3 separate regions of the Mus musculus genome follow, and all the other regions are linked to region 3. The links are chromatin contacts, called in public HiChIP or PLAC-seq maps. All regions are on one chromosome and are shown on one strand. Each heading gives the region's core, a stretch centred on a gene start, on an enhancer-like site or on the middle of the called end of the contact. The rest is flanking DNA. Distances are from core to core; before and after follow the strand shown. Region 1 holds the start of Stox1 (storkhead box 1). Region 2 has its middle 19 kb from the start of Dnajc12. Region 3 overlaps Pbld2 (phenazine biosynthesis-like protein domain containing 2).

Evidence for each region. HiChIP or PLAC-seq counts read pairs in DNA pulled down with a chosen protein or histone mark.
Region 1: a contact with region 3 is called in an H3K4me3 HiChIP or PLAC-seq map of embryonic stem cells, with 2.9 times the contacts expected there. The contact joins the promoter of Stox1 here to the enhancer-like site in region 3. A contact is called at or near these places in 11 of 39 promoter capture datasets (the HPC-7 cell line, cranial neural crest, embryonic stem cells and 8 more) and 1 of 115 datasets of contacts at active chromatin or transcription factors (embryonic stem cells).
Region 2: a contact with region 3 is called in an H3K27ac HiChIP or PLAC-seq map of embryonic stem cells, with 4 times the contacts expected there. The contact joins two enhancer-like sites. A contact is called at or near these places in 2 of 15 datasets of contacts at CTCF or cohesin (large pre-B cells and pro-B cells), 19 of 484 Hi-C or Micro-C datasets (the C10 cell line, the C2C12 cell line, MC3T3-E1-derived osteoblasts and 11 more) and 2 of 115 datasets of contacts at active chromatin or transcription factors (both in embryonic stem cells).

Annotation. Positions count from the first base shown.
Region 1 is chr10:62,724,750-62,728,639 of GRCm38.p6, forward strand. Stox1 (storkhead box 1) reads right to left here and starts at 1,345. Exons shown (of 4, transcript NM_001033260.2): 1 at 1,019-1,345. The coding sequence starts at 1,319.
Region 2 is chr10:63,365,430-63,369,414 of GRCm38.p6, forward strand. No RefSeq gene overlaps it. Among named protein-coding and RNA genes, the nearest start is that of Dnajc12, 19 kb to the right of the region's middle. Within about 2 kb of position 1,267, at least 14 of the 459 cell types and tissues checked have an H3K27ac peak or open chromatin away from gene starts, as enhancers often do. A contact at or near this core is called in embryonic stem cells, where this site is marked.
Region 3 is chr10:63,046,669-63,050,742 of GRCm38.p6, forward strand. Pbld2 (phenazine biosynthesis-like protein domain containing 2) reads left to right here. Exons shown (of 10, transcript NM_026085.2): 3 at 800-899; 4 at 1,274-1,372. Among named protein-coding and RNA genes, the nearest start is that of Gm16143, 8.8 kb to the right of the region's middle. Within about 2 kb of position 2,628, at least 14 of the 459 cell types and tissues checked have an H3K27ac peak or open chromatin away from gene starts, as enhancers often do. A contact at or near this core is called in embryonic stem cells and liver, where this site is marked.

The DNA.
Region 1 (3,890 bases), core at 95-2,594, 320 kb before region 3:
AAGTTTAGAGGCCTTCCCAGGTTCAGGCCAGAGGAGGTCACTATTCCTGGACAAGACCACACACAGCATCAGGTGTCTCCCGTTGCCCTGACCCTTACCCCAGGGAGTAAAACAAATTTGTTTTGCTGGTGCTTCTCTGGGGATGGGGGAAGGAGGAGGAGGAGGAGGAGGAGGAGGAGGAGGAGGAGGAGGAGGAGGAGGAGGAGGAGGAGGAGAACCAGACTATGATGGAGAGGTTCCTTGAAACAACTGGCTTCTTGTCACCACCAAACCATCGAATGGTCCCACAGCCCCCACAGACAGAATGAGGACAGAACCAGCTGTTACTGGGAGCTGACACAGTTGCCAGAGGTTAGTGGCCTGTGTCAGTAACCACCCCACTGGTGCAGCGGTTCAGTTTCTCAACCGAGAAACAAATGGGTTAGTCCGAAAAGACTGGGAGGTGGAACTTTCTCTGTTTGGTGAATGATGTGTGATGTGTCTACAGCACCATCTGTTTCTTTTCCCCACCAGTTAAGGACGATCCCGCCCCCCCCCCAAAAAACTTCTGAAAGTTGAGCGACCTAAGACCACTCCTCCATCCAAGACAAGCAGGACAGGAACACCAGGTACTGGGAAGGGAAGGGGAGTTGAGGGGAGGGGAGCTGAGGGGAGGGGAGGGGAGGGAAAGAAAAGGGGAAAAAAAGGAAAGGAAAAAGGAAAGGATGGCAAAGTTAAGGAAAGGGGAAGGGAAAGGAATGGAGAAAGAAAAGAAAAGGAAAGACGGACGGAAAAAGGAAAGGGAAGGAAAAGATAGGAAAAAGGAAAGGAAAGACGGAAGGAAAAAGAAAGGGAAGCTAAGAAGGAAGGAAGGAAGGAAGGAAGGAAGGAAGGAAGGAAGGAAGGAGCAATCGGATCCTCTTTCGGACCCGAGCCTCACTTTTCCTAAAGTGCCCCCTCCCCTAACACCAGGAACCCGCGCGCTCCCGGGACCTGTTGCTATGACCCCGGGCGCTGGCGACCTCCGCCCCACACTCACCCACCGCGGTGATGCGGAAGCCTCGGGGCGGCCGCAGGGCTCGGCGACGCCACGCATCCCGCAGCACCTGCACACAGGGCTGGGGCGCGCGCACCAGCAGCACCCCGCGCCGCAGCCAGCCGAGAAAGGCCAGCCGCGAGGCGGCGCGCGCCAGCCGTGCGTTCCAGAAGCAGCGCGCGTTGGCGCGGCGGAAGGCGCGGAAGAGCGCGCGACCGCCCGGCTCCCCCGCCGCCTGCCCGGCCTCCCGCGGGCTCAGCACCAACGCCAGCGAACCCGGTGCCAGCTGCACGGGCCGCGCCATGCCGCCCGCTCGCGGGACTCGAGATCACTGAGCCCACCTCGGCTGCCCCGGGAGCCCTCTGAGGGGGGCGGGGCCGGGGTGGGGCGGGGCTTTCTAGGGCGTCGCTGTCACTCCCGGTTCCCACAGCAACCAGAAGAGCCGGTGGCATCGCCCACCCGCAGTGCCCGGAGGACCCAGGTCGCGCGTGGGAGGTGACCCAGGTTTGAGCCTCTGCTCCGTTCCTGACCTCTCAGGCTAGTTCTCTGGCGTCTCTGGGTTTGGACCTGGCCAGGTTCCTCATCTCGCAGCAGAGGACTCTGAGGACCCTCTCATCCATGGTTTTCTGAAGTTCCAGGGTCTGTCTCCTCCCCTAGTGTATCCCCTTCTTTTGAGAATTTTGAGGAAAGCAGGGTTAGCGAGCGAGAGGCGGTAGCAAAAGCCTGGGGCCCCACCCTGGTTAGGGCCTGGGGATTCTGACGCTGCACTCGATCATGCCCCAAGAACCCCAAAGGAAAGGCCGAGATCTGCCCCTGCAGACTATGGCCGGCGTCGCAGAGCGATAAGGACAAACAGGCTGGGCCGGAATTGAGGCCCTGGGTCCCTGAGGATAAAGATCTATTGGAATAAGGAAACCGGGCAGGATAGACATTAGACTTAACTATGAACTCAATACTATAAAGAGCAAGGTGCTTCGGCAAGACCTGAGGGGTCATTTCAGACTTACCATCCATAATATCGATATAATAATCAGGGGTGGGCACAGAGAGAGACAGGGTCAACATATGTCTCCCAGGCTGGTCTCAAACTCATGTTCCTCTTGCTTGTGCAACCGTTTTTATTTTTAACTACACCACCTTTATAACTACCATAATGAGATAATCCATACCCCTATCCATCAATCACAGATGTTATTAATAACAATAGCCCAGTTTCACAACTCTCTGTTAAATTAACTATTGTAGATTGATATCTCTAATCCCCAAATCCCAGATGCTCTAAGAATTTTTTTTTAAGTACTACTGTGGTTTCACACGCAAAAAACATCACACTTGACTTCAGGATGTGTGTAAAAGGGGTGGCTATGAGTTGAGTGAATTGTGTGGGACCCATCTCCAACTTGGCTCCTCAAGTAGATCCAAGTGTGCCAGCATCTGAAAAAAATGGGCTATCTGTCCCCAAGCATCTTGGAGACAATTGTATCAATAGCATGCATGTGTGCCACCCTGCCTGCCTGTGAATGGCCATGCCTAAGTGCTGGGGTGTGTATGTGTGTGTACCATGGTACCGACCTAAGAGCTTCCAGGAAGTCTCCTGCCCCCACCCCCTGCCTCACCATAGCACCACTGGGATTACAGACATTAGAGATTATACACATACTATATCTTATGTACTATCCTGCCTCAATTTATATGGGTTTTGACGATTTAAACTCGGCCCTTTTGCTTTTACCAACTGAGCCATCTCTCCAGCCCAGCCATAATCCTGTATTTTAAACTTTGGGTTTTTTTCCTCAAATGACAAAAACTATAATTAGTTAGGTTAAAAAGTATCCCACCTTTACTCAGGCAAACAGAGAGTTTAGCTCCAGACCAAGCAAGGGTCAGGCAACCTTGTCTGGTGCTGGTGGCTCGCCACCTTCCATGCTGGGAAAAGACTCATAGGTGCATTGAAATTCTGGCTTCTCGATGGGACAAAGGCACAGAGCTTATTGTCAAGGTCACTGCCATTTCTCACTTGCTAGGGACGGAGTGAAAACAGAGGCATTTGATTTGTAGAGGAGGAGCAGGAGGAGGGGGAAGAGCAACAGGAGGAGGAGGGCCGGGCGTGGTGGTGCACGCCTTTAATCCCAGCACTCGGGAGGCAGAGGCAGGCGAATTTCTGAGTTCGAGGCCAGCCTGGTCTACAGAGTGAGTTCCAGGACAGCCAGGGCTATAAAGAGAAACCCTGTCTCGAAAAAAAAAGAAAAAAACCAAAAAAAAAAAAAAAAACAGGAGGAGGAGGAACAGAGGGAGGAGGAAGAAGAGAAAGAGGGAGAGGAGGAGGAGGAGGAGGAGGAGGAGGGAGAATGTCTCAGTCACATGGGGGGTATGAAATGGAACCAAACAACTACTGAGTCAGGCTTCTGTAGGTAAATGACTTAACCTTCAATTCAAATAAACATTTGAAGTTGACATTAAGTGTTCCCCATCTGAATTCTGAGGTGGATGGATAGATCCTGCAGAGAGAAGAAATGCCAGTTCCCAGTCTGAGCTGTCTCACACAGAACAATTTCTCCTCTGACTCTTATCAAGCCATTTGCCTGCTGGACCCAAGTCTTGCTCCTGTGTAACTGATTCTTGGAAAACTAGAATTTTCTTTTCAGTGTGTGTGTGGAGAGGTCTTCACCATGTAGCCTTGGTTGGCCTGCAAGCCACTACATAGACCAGGCTAGCTTGGAATTCATAGAGATCTGGCTTTCTCTCTCTGTCCCTGCTCCTAAATGCTGAGAATAAAGGCCACCATGCCCAGCCCAAGATTCTCCTGGGCTTGAAATCCCCACACCGCAACCTCACCTAAGGTTTCTTCCCTGTAATCAGGATGGTGACCAATTCG
Region 2 (3,985 bases), core at 17-2,516, 320 kb after region 3:
TAGTAGTAATATATTGTTTAAAGATTTATTTATTCTATGAAGTACACTGTAGCTGTTGTCAGGCACACCAGAAGAGGACGTCAGATCTGAACTCAGGACCTTCAGAAGAGCAGTCGTGCTGTTAAATACTGAGCCATCTCTCCAGCCTCGTTGCTGGGATTTTTTTTTTTTTTAAGACAGGATTTTTCTGTGTAGCCCTGGCTGTCCTAGAACTCACTCTGTAGACCAGGCTGGCCTCGAACTCAGAAATCCGCCTGCCTCTGCCTCCCAAGAGCTGGGATTAAAGGTGTGCGCCCCCCCCCCCCCCCCCAGCGGTTACTGGGATTTTGAACTCAGTCAGGACCTTTGGAAGAGCAGTCAGTGCTCTTAACCGCTGAGCCATCTTTCCAGCCCAATAGTAATATTTTTAATAAATCCTGGCGCGAGGTCCTTCCCACCTTAGACCATTTATGTTCCCAGATGAAAGACACACACACCGCCTTTATATTTTAATATGCCTTAAATAACACAATAGCCGGGCAACTGCCTAACTCTGAGTTACTACTTCTAATCTCTATGCTCCATCTTCGCTGCTCCTAATTCCAATTAGTCAGCCCTCTGGGCCACGTTTTCTTGGCCCGGAACCCAAGGCTCGCCTTGCTTCCCTACCCCATGGCTGCTCTTGTCTCTGTTCTGCACACTCCTGAGGCAGAGCGAGTCTCTCTTCTTCCCTCCTGCTTCCTCCAGGTCCCAAGCCCAGGAACCTTAAATCCTGCCTCTTCCTCTCTTCTCCCCAGCTATTGGCTGCTGGCATCTTTATTTACCAATCAGAATTAACTGGGGCAGTTTCCCAGAAGCTAGGAGTTACCCTCTCAAGTCAACTAACTTAGGGGACCCAAATTAGCATTAGAATACTAACGGCTACAGTACCAGTCAGTCCCAGAAAGATCCTGAACAAGGGAGACTAATGGAGAAGTGTGTGTGTCAAAACTTAAAACAGCTTTAACCAGCAAAACAATGGAAGGCTCAGCTGGCTTTGCCTTGCCTGGGATAGGAATACAGATCCAGCACACCTTTAACAAAATTTGGATTTTCAGTTTTCCTACTCACCAGTATAGCCTCAGGACAAAAGGAGGAGGAGACAAAGGGGCTCCTGCCCTACCCTCATTCATTCATTCATTCATTCATTCATTCACTCACTTATTCCCTTTCAGACCAAAGAGAGCTAGATGTGGAAGACACATCGTCACAGAGCCAATCATAAGGAGACCCAGGGCGCTACCGAGGGGCCGCGCACAGCACACCTCCCTTCACCACGCACCTCGAAACCTGGGGTGTAGAGTCTTGCTGCGGGAGGTGAAGAACTGTTTGATTCATGAGCAGCCACTGTAAAGACAGAAGGATGGACTCTCTGGATATGACGTGGCATGTAGTGATTTCCAACTTCAGCTCTTCATTAAAATCTGAAGCCCTGTTTCAGAAGGCTTAGAGGTTCTAGGGATGGGGTCTCCCGGGCTCACTATTTCAAGTGGCTTCACCGATTTCAGTGGAAGGCGAAGGATGCTTTTGGAAGTGGTTGGGATACCCACCTGTTGTTTTCCTGGCAAATGCTCATTGCCTTAAGAGAACTGTCGTACTCTGTTTTATCTGCCAAAGCGGTTTAAATCGCGAGTCCTCAAGGACATGGCGGGACAGTAGGTCAAACTGATGTTTGGAGTGTTTAGTACACAGAGGCTTGTGAAGGTTTCAGATTTCTTTGTTAATTGATACCACCCCCCCCACCCCCCACCCCCCCCACCCCCCTCCCGCCGCCGAACACTAACTCTGTAGGAACTAAGAAAGTGCTACCCAGCTGTGAGAGGCCACTGAACTGGCCCGTGCGCTTCCTGAAAACAGTGTTTGATGCCAAGGGATCCAAGGCCTCCTCATGGACACTGGTACCCATGAGGACGCTCCTAACTTCTTGACAACAATTTCTTTAACCTCAGTATTAGGTAATTTCAACTCTGAAAACTGCTTCCCTTAACTGCAATCAGAGTGGACTTTCTTGATTTTTGGTCAGAGTCTTGCTATGTTTCTCAGTCTGTTTTGGAACTTGCTGGGTAGCTGCGGGCTGACCTGAAACTTGTGACCCTTCTGTCTCAGCCTCCTGGGTGCTTAGAGTTTTGGCACGTATTACCATGTCTAAGCGAAAGTTATTTTTTAACACTGTGTGTGTGTTGGCGTGTTAACTTACAGACCATTCCATTAGACTCCTCTCAGGGACCTAGCAACAACTTAAGTCATCTGCGGCTGCTAGGTTATGGGCTGCCTATAAATGGACTGCCTACCACCCCAGCCCTTTCAGTTTCCCCGTTTTCTCTCTCTGTGTCTTTCTCTGTTCCCGGCATTCTCTCTTGACCTCTTCTTTCCTTCTCTGCCCTCATGGCTCTCTGTCTGCTTCCTGTCTGTCTGCCTGCCTGTCTACATGTCCACTTGTCTGCCTCTTCCCGTCTTCCCAGACCCTCACTCCTTTCCCTTCCCCCAGTAAACCCCCTTTATACCTGATCTGTTGCATGATGTAATTACTCAGGGGCCACACCTTGGCATGGGCCTTGCCATGTACCCCTTTGCCAAATTATATTTCATACATACACACACACACACACACACACACACACACACGATATTGGAGATAGGGTCTTATAGAATCAGCTAGCCTGGAATTCTGGAATTCACCAATGCTGGAACTAAAGGCATGTGCCAGCTCTGCCCTGTTCTCCAGCTCTTATTGATTGACTCAGGGCATTGCACATGCGAGGGAACTTCTCTACCACTGTGTTGGCCCTCTGCCCGTAGCACTTGACAGTTTTGTTTGTTCCCATACTGGGGACTGAACCAGTATGTTAGGAACACCCTACTGAGCTATATCCTCTGCCTTCATATCTGTCTCAATCAGTGCTCTATTGCTGTGAAGAGACACTGTGGTGGTTTGTATAGGCTTGGCCCAGGGAATGGCCTTGTTGGTGTAGGTGTAGCCTTGTTGGAGGAAGTGTGTCACTGTGGGGGTGGGCTTTGAGACCCTCCCCCTAGTTGCCTAGAAGGCAGTCTTTTCCTGGCTGCTTTCAGATCAAGATGTAGAACTCTTGGCTCCTCCAGCACCAAGTCTGCCTGGATGCTGCCATGCTTCCCACCATGATGATAACGGACTGAACCTCTAAACCTGTAAGCCAGCCCCAATTAAATGTTGTCCTTTATAAGAGTTGCCTTGGTCACAGTATGTCTTCTCAGCAATGGAAACCCTAACTAAGACAGGCTTAAAGTTTTGAATTATTTCAAAATCGATATTCAGTGAACATATACTAGTATTCTTACAGACACCATGGCCACAGCAGCTCTTATAAAGGAAAGCATTTAACTGGGGCTGGCGTACACCTCAGAGGTTTGGTCTATTGTCATCACAGTGGGAAAAGCACGGGGGTAAGCAGGCAGACATGGAGCTGGAGGAAGAACGGAGAGTCCTACATCTGGATCTATAGGCAGCCGAGAGAGGGAGAGAGACAGACAGACACTGGCCCTAGCTTGAGCATTGCCCACCCCCAGTGGCACACTTCCTCCAACAAGGCCACATCTCGTAATTTCACTCCCTAAGCATTAAATATATAAACCTATAAGGGCCATTCCTATTCAAACCACCACAGTATCTTTATTTCATTCATTCATTCATTCATTTTTGTTTTTGTTTTTGTAAAACTCTGTGTATATATATGTGTGGGAGGGGGAGGGTATGGAACAGATGTGGAAGTCAAGGATAGTTTGTGGGGATTGGTTCTCTCCTTTATTTTGTGGGTCTCAGGGATTAAACTCAAGTCCTCAGCCTTAACAGCCAGCTCCTTTACCTACAAACACACCCCCTAGAACTAGTTTTATTTATTTAATGTTTTTATTTTTTTAAGACAGTGTTTCTCTATGTAGCCCTTGGTTGTCCTTGAACTCACAGAGATTCTCCTGCCTCTGCCTTCTATGC
Region 3 (4,074 bases), core at 1,378-3,877:
AAAAAAAAAAAAGAAAAGAAAAGAAAAAAAAAAAAAAGAAAATGCAAAAATCTAAAAAGAAAAAATAACAAACAAGAAAATAAACAAAGAGAGAGAGAGAGAGAGAGAGAGAGAGAGAGAGAGAGAGTGAGTGAGTGTTTTTTTTCGGTGTAACCCTGGCTGTCCTGGAACTCATTCTGTAGACCAGGCTGGCCTCAAACTCAGAAATCCACCTGTCTCTGCCTCCCAAGTGCTGGGATTAAAGGCGTGCGCCACCATTGCCTGGCTGAATCTTTAATTCTTTACCATGTAACTTGAATTTCCTTTTAAGCATTGTCTTAGGGTTTCTATTGCTGTGAAGAGACACCATGGCCACAACACCCTTTATAAGGAAAACATGTAATTGGGGCTGGCTTACAGTTTCAGAGGTTTAGTCCATTATCATCATGGCAGGACATGGCGGCATGCAGGCAGACATGGTGTGGGAGAAGGAACTGAGAGTTCTACATCTAGATCCAAAGGCAGCAGAAGACTGAGTATCACAGTGGGCAGGCTTGAGCATAAGAAATCACAAAGCCCACCCTCACAGTGACACACTTCCTCCAACAAGGCCACACCTCATAATAGTACCACTCACTCCCTATGGGCCTATGGGGACAAATTACATTCAAATTACCACAAATAAATATATAACCCCCCCTCAACACATGTGCACCATTATACCTAGTCTAAGCATTTGACTTTTGATGCCGATAAGCTGCTATGTTAAGTCAGATCTGTGTTCCAGATTCTCAATAACTTTTTTTTTTTTCTATTTAAGACATTGGATGAAGATGCTCATCAGGACATTGCAAGGGAAATGAACCTCTCTGAAACCGCTTTTGTCCGCAAACTGCAACCAACTGATGACTTCACACAAAGTAAATTATACATTTAAGGTTTTTGTCTTACATTTATTTGTGTGTGTGTATGCATTTGTGTGTGTGTATGCCTGTGCACATGCCACAGTGTGTGTGTGTGTGTGTGTGTGTGTGTGTGTGTGTGTGTGTGTGTGTGTGAAGTTGGAGGACAGCTTGTAAGAGTTGGGTCTCTTCTGCCATGTTGGATCCCGGGGACCAAGCTCCTTGGGACCTCTCCCAGGAGGGAGCAGAATGCTTCTCTATCTCGTGCTCACGCCTCTAAGGAAGGTTTTCCCTGTTAGCCACACTAATGATTTAGGGGAGAAGATGCTGAAGTGTTCTAACCTGACTGTGTGGTTTGACCTTGCTTTTCTTTAACCTTTTCTCCTTGTAAGGTTCCCGTTTTGGGCTGAGGTGGTTTACCCCAGAGGCCGAGTTCCCCTTGTGTGGCCACGCCACGCTGGCTTCTGCAGCTGTGCTGTTTCAAAAAAGAAGTAAGGTGGACTTTGCTTATTTGTTTATTTATTGTTGTTTGTTTGTTTGCTTTTTTTATTATATATTTTTTTATTACGTATTTTCCTCAATTACATTTCCAAAGCTATCCCAAAAGTCCCCCATACCCTCCCCCCCACTCCCCTACCCACCAACTCCCACTTTTTGGCCCTGGCGGTCCCCTGTACTGGGGCATATAAAGTTTGCGTGTTTAATGGGCCTCTCTTTCCAGTGATGGCCGACTAGGCCATCTTTTGATACATATGCAGCTAGAGTCAAGAGCTCCGGGGTACTGGCTAGTTCATAATGTTGTTGCACCTACAGGGTTTCAGATCCCTTTAGCTCCTTGGGTACTTTCTCTAGCTCCTCCATTGGGGGCCCTGTGATCCATCCAATAGCTGACTGTGAGCATCTACTTATGTGTTTGCTAGGCCCCGGCTGTTTGTTTGCTTTGTGATAGGGTTTCATTTAGCTGAGGCTGGCATTGAGTTTCCTATGTAGATGATGGTGGCCTTAAAATTCAGGCTCCTTGTATTACAATTATAGCATGTACCACCATGGCTTAGTCCCATGAATTTCTTTTAATAACTTCATTTATTTACATGTGGCAGAGGGATTTGCATGGCCAGAATGGACTTGGCATATAGTGTAATGTCTGGAAAATGAAGATTGTGATTGGCTTCCAGGAACAGCAAAACACAGAACATAACAGACTATGCAGTCAACTCAGGCATGAGGAAGTTTCCTTGTACCATTAGCAACAGCAGAAGTGGCTGGTTAGATAGGCATCTGCTACCTAGCCTTTAGTAGATCTTAAAGTCATACTTTTTTTTTGAGACTGGGTCTCTTATTCCAGGCTGACCTTGAACTCTGCTCTTAGTTCCTTTCCTCGCCCAAGTCTTGGTATTACAGGCTTTCCATAATGCAAACCTTTTATGCAGAGCTGGGGATTGAACCCCAGCTCCATGAATGTTAGGCAAGCATTCTACCAACTGAGCCATATCCTCTGTTTTAAAAAAACAAAACAGCCGGGCGTGGTGGCGCACGCCTTTAATCCCAGCACTCGGGAGGCAGAGGCAGGTGGATTTCTGAGTTCGAGGCCAGCCTGGTCTACAAAGTGAGTTCCAGGACAGCCAGGGCTGTACAGAGAAACCCTGTCTCAAAAAAAAAAAAAAAAAAAAAAACAGGCTCTTCCTACCTAACTCTGTTTGGCCTGGAACTTGGTACTTGGGCCTGGTGGGAGGGACTTAGACTTTCAGTCTTCTGACCTCTGTCTCCTGGTGCTTCGGTTGTAGCTGTGAGCCACCACACCCAGCTCCTCAAACAGCAACTAAAAACAATTGCTTTTGCTGCTGCTGCTGTTGTTGTTGAAGGCTAGACTGATCTAAGGCTCTCCCTGAGGCTCTGATATGTGGAGCCTCTGCTATATAGAACACAGCTCCTTCTCTAAAACCTGGAATATGGTTGGCAGAGCTGGTAATAGCCTGGAGCTGGTAAGGGCCTTGGGGGAGCTGTGGCTTCAGATCCCAAGGACCCAACTCTTCCCACTGTACAGGCTACAGTTGTCAATCCCTAGGTTACTGTGTGCTCTGTCTCTGATGCTCTGGAGAGAACCCATGTTCACCCTATGTCTCTTTAGCTCCCCGATGACTTCACCCCATTGTATGACAGTTTCCGTTGACTTTGTCCTATCCCCTACCTCTTGAACTAGTATATAAGGTTATATACTTTTTAATTAAGCTTGCTTGGCATAGGACATAGCTTATGCAAGACTAATGTTCTATCTTCTTTATCTCTGATGCCCTGGACCTTCCTTCTTAGGAGCCTGCCAATTTTTCCATTTATTTTTATGAGTATAAGTGGTTTTGCCTGCATGTTTATCTGTATATCATGTATGGGCCATGCCTGTAGAGAACAGAAAAGGGCTTTAGAGTCCTGAAACAATTTTTATTATATTTTAATTAATTAATTAATTAATCAATGTTTATGTATGCACAAACAAATACCACAGTGTACATGTAGAGCTCAGAGCATCATTTTCAGGAGTCTGATCTCTCCTTCCATTATGTGGACTGAGGTGCTGAACTCCACATATTTGTCTTGTCAGAAGGTGCCCTTAGCCGCCGAGTCATGTAGCTAAAACTCAAAGAGTAATTTTAAAAGTCAAACATTTTAGGGGCTGGAGAGGTGGCTCAGTGGTTAAGAGCACCGGCTGCTCTTCCAGAGGTCCTGAGTTCAATTCCCAGAAACCATATGGTGGTTCACAAATCCTTTGTAACCCAGGAAATTTATGGCTGCTGGGGGCAATGTGCACATGTGGTGCACAGACATACATGCAGGCAAAACACTCACACATATTTATTTATTTATTTATTTATTTATTTATTTATTTATTTATTTTGGTTTTTCTGTGTAGCCCTGGCTGCCCTGGAACTCACTCTGTAGACCAGGCTGGCCTCGAACTCAGAAATCCGCCTGCCTCTGCCTCCCAAGTGCTGGGATTAAAGGCATGCGCCACCACTGCCCAGCATAATGTTTGTTTGTTTGCTTGTTTTTCTGAAAATAGAAAATAAAATCAAACATTGTAATATAAATTCAAAGAGATACTGAATTGATACTTATATGCTGACAAATGACCACTGAAAAATATGAAACATCTTTGCTCTCGGTAATTAAACTTATGTTTCTGTAAGAGAAACACATG